Regions from separate parts of the Mus musculus genome. Here regions 1, 2 and 3 are each linked to region 4. A link is a contact called in public HiCAR-type, HiChIP or PLAC-seq and promoter capture Hi-C data. All regions are on one chromosome and are shown on one strand. The core of a region is the stretch at or near the end of the contact, and the rest is flanking DNA. Distances in the headings are between cores, read along the strand shown. Region 1 holds the start of Glud1 (glutamate dehydrogenase 1). Region 2 holds the start of A930038B10Rik (a long non-coding RNA gene). Region 3 holds the start of Bmpr1a (bone morphogenetic protein receptor, type 1A). Region 4 holds the start of Ccser2 (coiled-coil serine rich 2).

Region 1 (3,346 bases), core at 155-2,654, 2.7 Mb before region 4:
TGGTCTAGGTTGTCACTTCACGTGTACAAAACATTTTAAGAACTAAGAATTTCTCTTTCATGCTTAGTAGATGAATAAAGTCATGTAAGAGATGAATAGTGTCACAAAGTCCAAGGGTTTACAAAATCGCCAAGGCACTCTGGGGTGATTTTACTAGTAATGTGGCACGTGATAGGTAGCTTGACTTAAAGGATGTTAGTGTGTGTGTGTGTGTGTGTTCAACTGGATTTTCTTGTAGCTTTGTTTGAGAAAAATGAGTATCTCATGTTGCCCAGGCTGGAATCAAACTCTATCCTCCTGCCCCCACCTCTCAGGTTCTGGGGTTCCCAGAGTGTAGCACTCAAGCCTGGCTACCATTGTGAAAATTATAACTTAGTAATCAGATCCTAGACCATTTAAATAATATGTGTATGTATATATATATGTATATATATGTGTGTATATATATGTGTGTGTGTATATACACACACACACACACACAGGATGTCACATTCCTTTAATCTAAGCACTCAGGCACTCAGACAAGGCCAGCCTGATCCATAAAGTGAGTCGCAGAAATTAAATATATATACTGAGACATTATATTTCTAGTTTACTTTAGGACGTGATTCCAAAAGAGGGGCACACACTCAGTCAATGGTGGAGTTACAACTATGTGCGGGTGTGCTGACTCAAGCCTGTAATCCTAGCACTCAGGGGAGTGGGCTGGGGGAGCAGAAGCAGGCAAGTTCCCATGAGTTCTGGGCAAGCCTGGGCTACAGGGGCCCTGACTTTTCAAAAAAAAAAAAAGGTAAAATAAAGTGGCACGCGAAAGAGTCAACAATGCTTTGCATAACTGTTTTACCTCAAAATCGCTGAAGTTGCCTACAACAAATTAAAACCTTGTGCAAAGTAAAGGCCTGTGGGGTCAGGGCCTCCCTCCTGTCCTGAGGCTTCTTGCTTTCCCGGTTCCTCAACAGTCGGATTCGGGATGAGTCGGGATTTGCCCCGCGCCTCTTCGGCTTCGGCGCGGCGTCACTCTCCGGCCGGCCGCGCAGCGGATCCGCACACCGTTCCGGCCCAAGGCGGAAAGGAGGGGCCTGGTGACTCATGCGGCCGGGGCTGCTGGCCAGCCAGCGAGGCCTCCCTGCAGTCCGCTTCCACCTCCCAGGCCGCCGCGCGTGCACACGGGACCGACCTTCCGGGCCGCGGCCGCGTCCGACCGCTCTCAGGAGCCCAGGCCTCCGGGCCGCAGCCCGCGCGCGTCCACGCTAGCCCCGCCCCCGCCCGCGAGCATGCGCACCAAGCCCATCTGCAAAGGCGCGCCCCCCGCCGCCGCAGCCGCACGCGCCGCCGCCTGGAGGCCGGGCAAGGCCGCGGCGGAGGCGAGGCCCAGCGCCCTGGGCGGCGCGCGGCCGCCGAAGTCCGTCCTCCCGGTGGGGCGACAAGCGGCGCAGGGGAGGGGACAGCCAGACAAGCAGGAAGCCGCGGCTTAAAAGGGCAGCTCGCGCCCAGCCCTTCCTCCCCGCGGTCCAGGCCTGCGAGCTCCGGTCTTTACAGCTCCCGCCGCACTCGCCTCAGCCCGCCGCCGCCGCCATGTACCGCCGTCTGGGCGAAGCGCTGCTGCTGTCCCGCGCCGGGCCCGCTGCCCTGGGCTCTGCGGCTGCAGACTCAGCCGCGCTGCTGGGCTGGGCCCGCGGACAGCCCTCCGCCGCCCCGCAACCCGGGCTCACGCCGGTCGCCCGGCGCCACTACAGCGAAGCGGCCGCCGACCGCGAAGACGACCCCAACTTCTTCAAGATGGTGGAGGGCTTCTTCGACCGCGGCGCCAGCATCGTAGAGGACAAGCTGGTGGAAGACCTGAAGACCCGGGAGAGCGAGGAGCAGAAGCGGAACCGGGTGCGCGGCATCCTGAGGATCATCAAGCCCTGCAACCATGTGTTGAGCCTCTCCTTCCCCATCCGGCGCGACGACGGCTCCTGGGAGGTCATCGAAGGCTACCGGGCCCAGCACAGCCAGCACCGCACGCCCTGCAAGGGAGGTGAGCGCCCTCCGGCCCCTTTCTGTCCTCCCTCCCCTCCAGACTCCCGTAGCCCGGGCCGCTACTCGGCCCAGCCCAGTTCTGCAGGCCGTGCCCCGCTTCGGGCTCCCCCGCCTCGGGTGTGGCAGCCTTAGAGGATACTGATTTTTTTTTTCCGCCCTAAAACTACCACGTAATATGCCAGCCTTTTTACTGGGCAAGTCTTCACCCCAAGCCTCTGCTTGTGTTGATGCTGACTTCACTGAGGACACTGTACAGCTTTTCTTTAGCCTCGGTGCCTGTCATGTCATAGACCGTGAACCCTTAACGCCAGCAGCCGACGATACAAGAACAGAGAAAAATTATCTTCTTTTTGGAGTTGGAATCTTGAAAGTTTGATTAACCAGCGCAGCTTACTAATCTTCTAAATTATTATAATTTTACACTGATGGCTTTTTGTGTTGTGCCTCTTTTCTCCCCTTGGAAAATGTAAAATATCGAGCAGAGTAAGGTCTCTGACAAACAGGGCGACCTGACATTAAATCTAAAGGGTGTAGACTACAGAACTGCCTGCCAGCCAATAGAATGAAATAGCCCTGGGGGTGTGTTCTTGTCCTGGCTAGTACCAGAATTGAGCCTAGGCAAAAGGTAGAGTCCTTAGGGAGTTGAATCAGTTAGATTTGGTAGTTACCAGGGTATCCTGTGGTTTAAACTTTTGGGATGTGTGTAGATTGGCTTACAGCCTTTTTTTAGGGAAGAAAAATACGTTTTTCATTTTCTCTCCACTACAGTACACAATCATACAGCGTTAAAGGTGCTTTAAAAAAAAAAAAGACTATTAAAAGAAAAACCACCTTTTTTCTGTTGCTTAAACTTAATGTATTGAGTAGGAGTCTTGATGGAGGTTGAATTGGCAAGTGAGCAGAGGTTAGACTAGAACAGTGATTCATTTCATTGCAACTTCATAACTGTAATTTTGCTACTGTTAGGAGTAGTTATGTAAATATCTAATAGGCAGGATATTTGATATGCAACCCCTTCAGGGGTTACGGGGGACCCACAGGTTGAGAATTGCAGGACTAGACCTTTGTCTGCCTCGGTTCTGTCCAGTAGTCTTTTTACTACCAGCTGACTAAAAACTATAGAAATGTTTCTGCACTGGAAAAACTGGGGCTGTGATGGTGTTCCCAGTGGTGGAACAAAGGTTGTGGCAAAAGGTTTAATGATTTACCAAATTCGCATTGAGTCTACCCAAGTCTAGGATCTCCCTTTGGAGCCTAATTGTCCCTTAGCCCTGTAGTTCCCTCTGCTAGAAGCCATTGGAACCACTTTGACCTCTGATTTCCC
Region 2 (3,089 bases), core at 114-2,613, 2.2 Mb before region 4:
AGGAGAGAACTGATACCCTCAAGTTGTCATCTCACCTCCACGTGCAAGCCACGCTGTGTGCATACTCATGTGCACATACACAATCAATCAATCAATCAATCAATCAAGGTAATAAAAATAATTTCACATGTATATATAAAAAATATCTTATGTCTGTATGGTTGTACACTTGACAAAATAAATCTGATAGCCTATGGCTTAGGCACAAAATAGGTAGGACATTCGGGAGGCAGAAAGGATTCTGGGAGCCAGGAGCAGGAGATTTGCCTGGGAAGATGTAACAAGACAGACACATGGTATCTGAGCACGGGTGACTAGTCACATGGCAGAATATAGATTAAAATAAACGGGTAATCATAAATTATGACCTACTCAGATAAGAACCTAGTTATATGGCCAAGATATTTATAAATATATTTTGAGCCTGAGTCTTAATTCCTGGGAGCATGGGGCTGGGAGGTAGAAAGAACCAGGACAAAACTTCTACACAGGTGTAAAGAGGTCACGGGTGGAGAATGTTTCAGAAGCCCTCCCTCAGCAAGTGAGATCATTGTAATTCCATTATCATCTGAGTGTTGCACCCTACGCTGGTCCTGCACACCATCGGTCTCAGAATATGCTGACTTGGAAACGAGCCTTATGTGATCTTCAGCTGCTGCAGGTAAGGCTCCCTTCTTGTTGCTCTCACCAGCTTCACATTCATGGTGGGGAGAGCCTATCATGCCCAGTTAGACTCACACAGAGGCAGAAAGGACCAGGATTAAATCCATATCTATTCGATGCCCAAGCCGGTTCCGGCACCCCGATCCCTCCTCCTCTGGTGGTATTACTTCTTGTTGGTTCCCGAGTCACCCCATCCAGAGTTTGTTGATGTCAGGAAACTGGTTTTGTTCATGTTTCAATACACAACATGTTAGGAGTGTAGCTTAGAATAACTTTATCTTGACCAGTTGCTAAAAATAAATTCCAATTTGTCTTAGCAAGGAAAATCCCATTTAAGGATCTAGAGAGCTGTGTTCAATGATGCAGGCTCAGAATCTCAGCACTTGGGAGACTGATTCTGCAGGATTGTGGTTCAAAGCAGACTGGGCAAATCAGGGAAACACTGGCATACACACATAAAAGAAAATGAAGTCCCAAAGAAGCGGTAATTTGAAGCATTAACACTCTAGGAAGATTTTAGTTAAGAAAAACAAGATTAATCTGAGAGGCTACCTCCAGGTTGAGTGACTGATAATGCAATTTGTGTGTCGGACAGACTTCCCTGACTAGTCAGAAAACTAAGCAAATTATTAACTTAGAGGTAGCAAAACTACAGGAGAAAGTCAATGTGACTTATTGGGTAATATTTATACAGCTGAAAGAGTGAACATTGGACAAAGGTGACCTTAAAATAATCTTCTAAGGGGGACAGTCAATGGAGAAACCTAGAAAACCTGGGGTAAGCATCATGTTTAGAAGAAATAGTTCAAGGACCTGGGTGGACACTGCTTAGGACCTCACTGAAAATCTCTCTCTCTCTCTCTCTCTCTCTCTCTCTCTCTCTCTCTCTCTCTCTGTGTGTGTGTGTGTGTGTGTGTCTCTCTTACTCCCTGCCACCCTCTTTCCCTCCCTCTCTTTCTCTGTCTGTCTCTGTCTCTCTGTCTCTCTCCCTTTTTCTCCTCCCTCTCTCTCTTTGTCTCTCTCTTCCTCCCCCTCTCTTCCTCTCTTTCTATCCTTCCCCCTCTGTCTCTCTGTCTCTGTCTCTGTCTGTCTCTCCCTCTAAACCTCTCCTCCTCTCCCCCACCTTCTCCTTCCCCTCTCCTTCCCCTCCGTTCCCCATTCCTCTCTCTTTATCTCCTTGACAGAGGGTTTCAGCCCTGCTGGCCTCAAATTTGCTGTACAGTAGAGACTGACCTTGCATTTCCGATTCCCCTCCCTCTACTCTCCAAATGCTGTGATTACAAGTGTGTGGCACTACACCTGTCCTTTCACTGTTAAAGCTTTTGGCATTTGAACCTAAACACTTGTTTGTTGAGATGGAATCTTATAGTCCAGTCTGGTCTAAAGCTCTTGATCTTCCCACCTTAGCCTCCTGGTGCTGGGATTTGTTATAGATTTGTGCCACCCCTGACCCCTGACAACACACATAAAACTGATCTTTATAGCCATGCCTGCTGACATACAACTGCAATGCCAGTTACCCAGGAGGTGTGAAAGGGTAGATGGGACAATAGATCAGTGGTAGGAAGTTTGCCTAATATGCATTGAGGCCCTGGGGTTCATCCCAGGACTGTAGCACTGTATTACCACCACCTAAACAAACAAACAAACAAACATACATACATACAAACAAACACTTCTCTGGAACTTAGGTTTAGACATTTAGTATCGTCAGTATGTCTGGGCCTGGCTTTGGGGTGGAACCCACATCCTGAGTTGAACCCGTAGACCATGAACAGGTTTCTAAACTACTTGAGCATGTATTTTTGCATGACTGGCCATGTGAGCCTTCAGATGGCATTTGGTGACTGAATTGAGATAGTAGAGGACAAATTTGGGAGGTTACAGTTGTCAGCATTTTAGATAGTTGCATGGCATCCCGTGGAAAATGCAACAGCAAGAACCAAATACCACAGGCATGTGCACCACTTCTCCAGCCTCTTCTACTTCACACTTCTGTCATCTGGGATGAAAACTTAAGCACAGTTCTTATAAAAATAGCTCTCTTGTCCCAATCTCCTGCTATATATACACTAGACTTGGTCAAACCACATCCTGTACGCAGCCTTTGGCTCACTGAACAGCGCTCGTATGCCATGCATGAGCTACTGCGTGTCCAGATGGAAATAGCACACCCGGACTCATAGTAAAGACATTTATTTTTAGGTGTTATGAGTGATATATTAGAATCACACAGAAGGAAAGCTAGACTGGAGGAGAGCAAAGTGCACAACTGAGATCCCAGCCATTTTCTATCTACACTACTACACGTGCTGCCTCTCATCCTTGGACCACAGTTCAAGGGATGCTTTCAGGTGGCTTGCTAATGTTAGTTACATTAGCTCTTGTAATGTTCCTGCTACAGCCTCCACTTTTTTCTTTCTCTT
Region 3 (3,210 bases), core at 130-2,629, 2.5 Mb before region 4:
CGGCGAGGATATAAAACAGAGTACAGGTTTAATTAAAAACCCATTCCAATTTTAAATCTGTTTTCCATAAACTCTGGGTTCCCAAGAAGTGTTCATAGTTTAGTTCTGACACTAAAAAAAAAACAAAAAAACAAAAACTAAGATAGTTTTGTTCAACATCTTTTAGTTCGAGAACAATGATAAGCATTAAATTACCTTTTATTTTATCTCGAAGTTTAATTTCCCCTCACGAGCAAACACAAGTCGGTTTACAACTGAAGCAACACAGGAGTTCGTGAATAACTAGACAACGCTCCTAGGTCTTTGCACAATTTTGCTTTAGTAAGAAGGCCATACTCTTGAATACGACGTCCCTGGGTTCAATCCCGGCTCACTTATCTAAGTTATTTAAACCTCTGCGTCTCGGTTTCCTCTTCTAAAGCAACAAAGAATACAATAACCAGGGTTATCTTAAGAAGTAAATGGCGTGACACCGGTGCTAAGTTCGTATCATGTAGTCAGAACGGTTTGTAAGCTGTTTAAAAGAGAAAGCCTGCAGCTCTTTAACCAAATGAAAAAGATCCACACCACGACTTACAAGTCACAAAAACGCCAGGCACGACTAACACACGGCGTTATTATTTTTCTTCCCTGCCGCGTTGGAGGTTTGGGATTTTTGGTTTTGGTTTTTTTTTTTTAATTTTTAATTTTCCTTTTCTTTGCCAGATCTTTCCGCTAGGAGTCTGAAACGGGGGTTGGGGGGATGTAACGCAACCCAGCACAAAGTTTTACGAAATCGAAGTGCAGAATCACAACAGACATGGCAGCGGAGGCCGCGCAGAACAACAGGTGAACCAACTCGCAGGGACGGAGGGGGAAACCCGGCGCCTTCCCGCAGCCAAGTTGGCGGGCGGGCCGAGCACTTCGCCCGGCCTCCGTCCCCGCACTGAACACGCTTCGTTCTCGTTCTCTAGCAGGGTCCCGAGACCCAGTCCCCGCAGCAGCCGCCGCGCAGCTCCGGAGCGGGAGCAGAGCACCGTTCCCATTTAAGGCTTCCAGAAGCGTCCCCGGAGTGGTGCGAAGGCGAACAAAAGGGCAAGCGCGGGCGGGCCGGGCCGCGGGGCCGGGGGGTCTCTCCCGCAGGCCCCGCGGAGGCGCGTCGCGGCCTCCCCTGCGCCGCCACCGTCGCCCCCAAACTTCGCCGGCCTCCCGCGGCGCACCCGCACTCCGTCGCCACCCGCCAACTCACCGGGATCCCGAGAAACTCATCCTCCGGCGCTCGGCGCGGGCGGGCACGGACAGCCGCGGGGCGGCGGGGCCCGGCTCGGCCTCCGCCCTCGGCGTGCAGCGGCCCGGGCCCGGTCGCCCCTCGCGCGGCCGTACAGTCGTCGTCTCGCGCGGGGCCGACGCGCGGGAGCTCGAGCCTCCCTCCCCGCCCTTCCCTCCTCCCTCCGCCCTCCTCCTCCTCCTCCTCCGCGCGGCGGGCAAGCAGATTCCAATCTCTGCCGCCTCAGCCGCGGAGGACGCTCGCTCGTTCGCGGGGCGGGGGAGGGGCAGCGGGGGAGGGGGGAGGGGCGGCTCGGGCGAGCAAGAGGCGCCGGCGCGCGCGCACTGGGAAGGGCCCGCCAGCTCTGCGCGCACCCGCGCCGGGGCGCCGGCCCCGCCCCGGACACGAACCGAGCCGAGAGCTCGGCGGAAGCGCCCGAAGGGCCCGTGGAGTTCGGCGCCCCTCTGCCGGGAAGGAGGCCCGGCCGCCGGCACGGGGGCGCCAGGTTTGCCGAGGGGAGGGGGTCGCCCCTCAGCGCACGCCGCCGCCGCCACCGCACGCGTGACGGAGGGGCCCACTGGGGCAAAGCTGCGTGAAGTGGACGATGCGGGCACACTCCTTCTAGAGCCGGAGCTCGGGCTCCACGGGAGAAGCGGCCCGGTGGCTCCGAGGGCACCGAGGCTCCCGGTGCGGGATCGGTTGCCCGTCTCGTAGTTGTGGTTGCAAAGAAAGATGTAAGGCACACTGCATTCATTACTCACCCCCTCCCTTCCCCGTCCCCCGGTGCTCTCTGGTTCTGGCCCGCCGGGAGGAACGTGGAGGTGCACGCGTTCTCCGGATCACGTAGCGAAAGCCTGGTTTCGGCCCGGGGGCCCCGCCGCTGGGGTGGCTTGTGATCCGCGGGCCTGCGAATTCCTCGGGCGTAAGATAAGGAGCGGCGAGAGCCGGCTGAACTGAAGTCAGCGGACTATAAATACGACTCTCAATCCACCTTTGGCTCAGCCGAGTGACCTCGGATACCCTCCCGAGGCTCTTTCCATCCTTTTAGAAAAATGCAAAGAACTGTCACTACCTCTTTTCTCCCTTTCCCCTCTCATTCGCCATGCAAAATGCCCTTAAAAGTATTCAGTGGCCTGTGGATGAAGAAGGAAAAGATAATCCCTTTTTAAACCAGTCGTTAAATATATAACCTCTTCCGTTTAAGTATTTCAACAAATATTTCGTATTCGTTCTGTTAATTCACTTTTCTGAGAAAACTATAAATCTCTTGGGAAATTGTTTAAAATAGACAGAAGAAAGAGTGAAGGAAGAAACTGTGCCAGGCACTTCATACTTGTGTATTTACACACATTCTGGCCTGGAGGGAAAAAGCAAAACAAAACTTAGATCCCACGGTATTCCCTCATATTCAGCTGAAAATATGTACAGTCCCTTATATTCTAGTTTTAACTAACTGTCCTTCGTGCCCCCTTTCTCCTCCGTCAGCTTTTGCCTTTAGGGCCATCAGTGCCTCCATTGTCTTTTGTTACATTTGAGTCACATTCTCTCGTCTTTTTTCTGAGCTGTCTGGGTCTTGAGTCATTGCAATATTCTCACTGCACTGAAGGAATAGTGTGATATCAGAGAGGTTTCTTGCATCCACTAAAAATGGTGACTTTTCTTTCCGGATATTTCTATATACCACCCCTCTTGAATTTGAAAAGAAAGAGCAGACCTTTTGTTCTAAGAGATTTGAACTCGTTGGCCAAAGGCCTTATGCCTATCCATGTGTTATGACAGAGAAGACCATGGCAAGTGAACCAAATGGTGTGACTTCTGCATCCTAATTTGATTTGCGGGCTAGAATCAGTCTGTGAAATAGACAAGAATCTCAGGTTGGAGCTTTAGTGTACCAAGACTGGAATACACACACTGGTGTTGCCTGATTTGAGTTACATGCTACTGAAATAAGAGCAAAGTGGGCA
Region 4 (3,198 bases), core at 322-2,821:
CCTGCGCGAAGGGCGGCTTCTGGCTTTCTTGTTATGACGTATTAAAGAAACAGAACAAATTACAGGTTAAGGGTTGTTAAGTATTTTTAACCTAGAGACTGAGGTCAGTGTTGCTGAGAACAAGGAAGAAAACCACCATATAAGAGAAGAGCAATGCACTCTAACAAATTAAGAGAGACAAACATTAATAAAGTCTGGAAAGAAGACTGACTTCATCCAATGCAAACCCTTCATCAACGTTTACATCCCTTACCAATTATACACTATACATTTTAACGCATACTTTATAGTTATCCTTTGCATTAAATTTGATTCCAGTTTTTTAATCTAAATGATGATACTTTAATCAACTGTCTAAATACATATGTCTCACTAATACTTAATGTTCTTGACCCCCCCAAAAAAAATGCTTTTTCAAACGGCTACTCTGAAAAAAAAAAAAAAAGGTAAATGCTTATTCTCATTCATAACCGTCCTCCCCCAGCTTGGGTTTTTTGAGACAAGGTCCAGGTAGTTTTTGCTATTCTGAAGCTTGCTATGTAGACTAGGTTAGCCTGGAACTCACAGAAATCCACCTGCCTCTGCGTCCTGAATGCCAGGATAAAGGCGTGAACCACCTGGTTTTTCTCTCTCCTTAAGTGAAACAGGGCATTCCAATCTTGAACGGCGAAGAGTCTGTGCACTAGTCATTTCCATGGCTAAGGCCTATTTTATGATCAGCAAACCTAATTGGCTAGGTAGCCAGCAAAGATGAATTTGCAATTATTGAAATTCAAAATCAGGCTTTACGAGCAACGACCACCTCAAATGGATTGCCCCCTCCCTTTACTTTGTCAAGAAAGTAGGTACATTTTTAAAAAAAATGTATAAAAATAGACGTCCAAAAGAGGGAGAGGAGGGGCGTAAAGCACCTGAACCTACAGACGCCCCGTAATCCACCAAAGTTCTCAAGACGTGTTTTAGGGCGTGTCTTTGTTTTGACTCAGTGATTTAAAAAAAAAAAAAAAAAAAAAATCCCACTCATTCCGGGCTCTCAGGTACTTTCCCTCACCAACGCGAGCATCCAGGCTTTGAAATCCCAGGGCATCTCTGCCTCGCCCTGATTTCCCGGTGCAGGAAGGCTGCAGCCCGGGCATCCCGCGGCCCCTTCCCGTCACAGCACCACCGAGCAGGGGCATCCGGCCTGCCCGCTGCACAGCAGGCGGCTCGGGAGAGGGGGCGGGGGCTCCGAGGGTCGTCCCAGAGCGCTGCTGGCCAAGGACACCCGGCCCTCCGTCCGCCCGCGCTGCGCCCCGGAGCCAGGCAGCCTCGGGCGCCCCGAGACCCCGGCCCTGACCCCCGACTCTCACCGTGCGGAGGTCGCGTTGCCTCCTCGGCCGCGGCCCGGCTGCCGGTCGCCCAGCGACCTGCCCGCCCGAGGATGGGAGAGAGGCGAGAGGCAGTTCCGTCACATCCCGGTCTGTCCAGCCGCCTGCCCCGCAGCAGCCAGCATCGCCTCCTCGGCCTGCGGGAGCGCCGGACTTCACCGACGCCGCGCCCCCTCCCTAGGCCGGCACCCTCCTGGACTCCGCCCTCCAGGGCCCTCGCACTACGCGTGCGCGGCCCCGCCTCCCGGTCTGTCCTTGCGCAGGCGCGAGTCTCACTGGACTAGACCCCGCCTCCGGGCCCGCCCCAACCTCGCGCCAGCCGTTCGCAGGCTCCGCCCTGATCCACTGACCTTGCCTTTTTACCCCCTGACTCAGGTCTTTTCCTGGCTTGAACCTTTCACTCCGGTCTCTTGGCTGGATTCAAATGTGCAGCTTGACCACAACCAAACCTGTCAGCTCCGGCTCCAGTCTGACAGGAGTGATCTGAACACTGGAGCAAGCATGACTTCCCCACTTTACGTCTTGTTTTGGCCTGACTGTGGCTGGCTATGCCTCAGCCGTGCATACTGAATCTGAGCGGAGATTGCGATAAAACACTGAGAGCTGAGAATTGGAGCTATTTTATGAGGCTGTGGATCCCAATCCCATTCCAAATGCCATCTCTCCCTCCTTCCTAGATGGTCAGACAAGTCGTTGAGAGTCACCATCATGAAAGCCTTCAGTATCTGGCTGTCTATTAAAAGCATTGACGGTGATATTTATCTGACCCTAGACTGCCTAGTCTCCTCACTAGCCCTAACAGCTCAACTGAAATTAATAATATTGAAAGAGAACTTGGAAAGTCTCCACCTGTCCTCCAGACCACTAACATAACCACTGTGGTAGGGGAGGAGACACTAGCGCCCCTCAGGCCATCAGACTGTTGAAACATTATACTCCAAATAATGTTTTAAATTTTAGGTATTTTCATCCTGGAGAAATGGAAACAACACTGAAGGCCTAGCGCTATCCAGAGAAGGAGCTTGCCTCCCAGGATTCGTAGCTCTGACAACTTCTCAGACCACTTTGCAAGATAGACCGGAGTGAGCCGAAACAGTGCTAGGTCAGTCCTATCACACCTTAACCAGGCAGGAGTGCTCAATTTACAACTATCTCTAGCTCTCTATATAGACTTAAACCTCTGGTCAGTACTCCTGACGGTGGACTTGGTGATAACTGTACCCTTTTGCTTCCTCCAATTCCCTATGTGGCCATAATGAGTAAATTTCCTTTTTACCTGTTTCATTATTACTTGTCTCTTTAATTGGTCAATAGAATAATGATAGGGAGACTTAATTTTGTGGATGATAATGTGTATCTTTAAAGTGCTGGAAAAGACTAGGGCTTCATGCAGTATGTTTCTTTTTAGATTAAGTAAATCATTAAGAGAGCAAACACCAGTTCCAGACCTCAGATTCAAACACAACACTCATGCGATGAGGTTGCTAAATATGCTTTGGACTTTACGCTACAATCTAAATTGAGAGATGGAAAAGAAGTGGCTCTCCACAGCTTGTCCTTGGGAGCTAGGCAAGATGCAACTGTTCCAATAGGCTCTATAAAGAATCTGGGAGGGGGCAGGGTGATCTTTCCATTCCCCAAACCAGGAAGAGCTTTGCTTCTCAGAACTGCTTGGCTGTTGTCTTGTGACTCCCTGAATATTTGAGGTAAGTATGTGTTTTCTTTGGCAGTTTGACGTGCTAGGTCACCACTTCCCTTTCTTCTGCAAAGGTAGAAGCCTTACAGAGTGCCTGATGCATATGAATTTTTCAGGCTTCATCAAATTTTCTGT

Evidence for each region. Promoter capture Hi-C pulls out the DNA fragments that hold promoters and counts their contacts. HiCAR-type assays count read pairs that join an accessible place to other places. HiChIP or PLAC-seq counts read pairs in DNA pulled down with a chosen protein or histone mark.
Region 1: an H3K27ac HiChIP or PLAC-seq map of thymic regulatory T cells shows a contact between it and region 4, with 19 times the contacts expected there. The contact joins the promoter of Glud1 here to the promoter of Ccser2 in region 4. A contact is called at or near these places in 3 of 39 promoter capture datasets (the C10 cell line, liver and pre-B cells), 5 of 484 Hi-C or Micro-C datasets (CD4 T cells, CD8 T cells, double positive thymocytes and 1 more), 5 of 115 datasets of contacts at active chromatin or transcription factors (astrocytes, embryonic forebrain, extraembryonic endoderm stem cells and 2 more) and 2 of 9 other capture datasets (adipose tissue and liver).
Region 2: a promoter capture Hi-C map of pre-B cells shows a contact between it and region 4, with 18 times the contacts expected there. The contact joins the promoter of A930038B10Rik here to the promoter of Ccser2 in region 4. A contact is called at or near these places in 13 of 39 promoter capture datasets (the 3T3-L1 cell line, the C10 cell line, cranial neural crest and 7 more), 2 of 484 Hi-C or Micro-C datasets (CD4 T cells and pre-B cells) and 7 of 115 datasets of contacts at active chromatin or transcription factors (astrocytes, embryonic stem cells, extraembryonic endoderm stem cells and 2 more).
Region 3: a contact with region 4 is called in a HiCAR-type map of astrocytes, with 6 times the contacts expected there. The contact joins the promoter of Bmpr1a here to the promoter of Ccser2 in region 4. A contact is called at or near these places in 2 of 39 promoter capture datasets (hippocampal neurons and pre-B cells) and 3 of 115 datasets of contacts at active chromatin or transcription factors (astrocytes, embryonic forebrain and extraembryonic endoderm stem cells).

The regions. Positions count from the first base shown.
Region 1 is chr14:34,309,323-34,312,668 of GRCm38.p6, forward strand. It overlaps Glud1 (glutamate dehydrogenase 1), which reads left to right and starts at 1,405. Exons shown (of 13, transcript NM_008133.4): 1 at 1,405-2,020. The coding sequence starts at 1,576. Shld2 (shieldin complex subunit 2) reads right to left here and starts at 1,195. Exons shown (of 10, transcript NM_001360074.1): 1 at 845-1,195.
Region 2 is chr14:34,758,832-34,761,920 of GRCm38.p6, forward strand. A930038B10Rik (a long non-coding RNA gene) reads left to right here and starts at 1,364. Exons shown (of 5, transcript XR_001781218.2): 1 at 1,364-1,441.
Region 3 is chr14:34,501,167-34,504,376 of GRCm38.p6, forward strand. Bmpr1a (bone morphogenetic protein receptor, type 1A) reads right to left here and starts at 1,380. Exons shown (of 13, transcript NM_009758.4): 1 at 1,229-1,380.
Region 4 is chr14:36,967,193-36,970,390 of GRCm38.p6, forward strand. Ccser2 (coiled-coil serine rich 2) reads right to left here and starts at 1,572. Exons shown (of 11, transcript NM_027045.1): 1 at 1,350-1,572.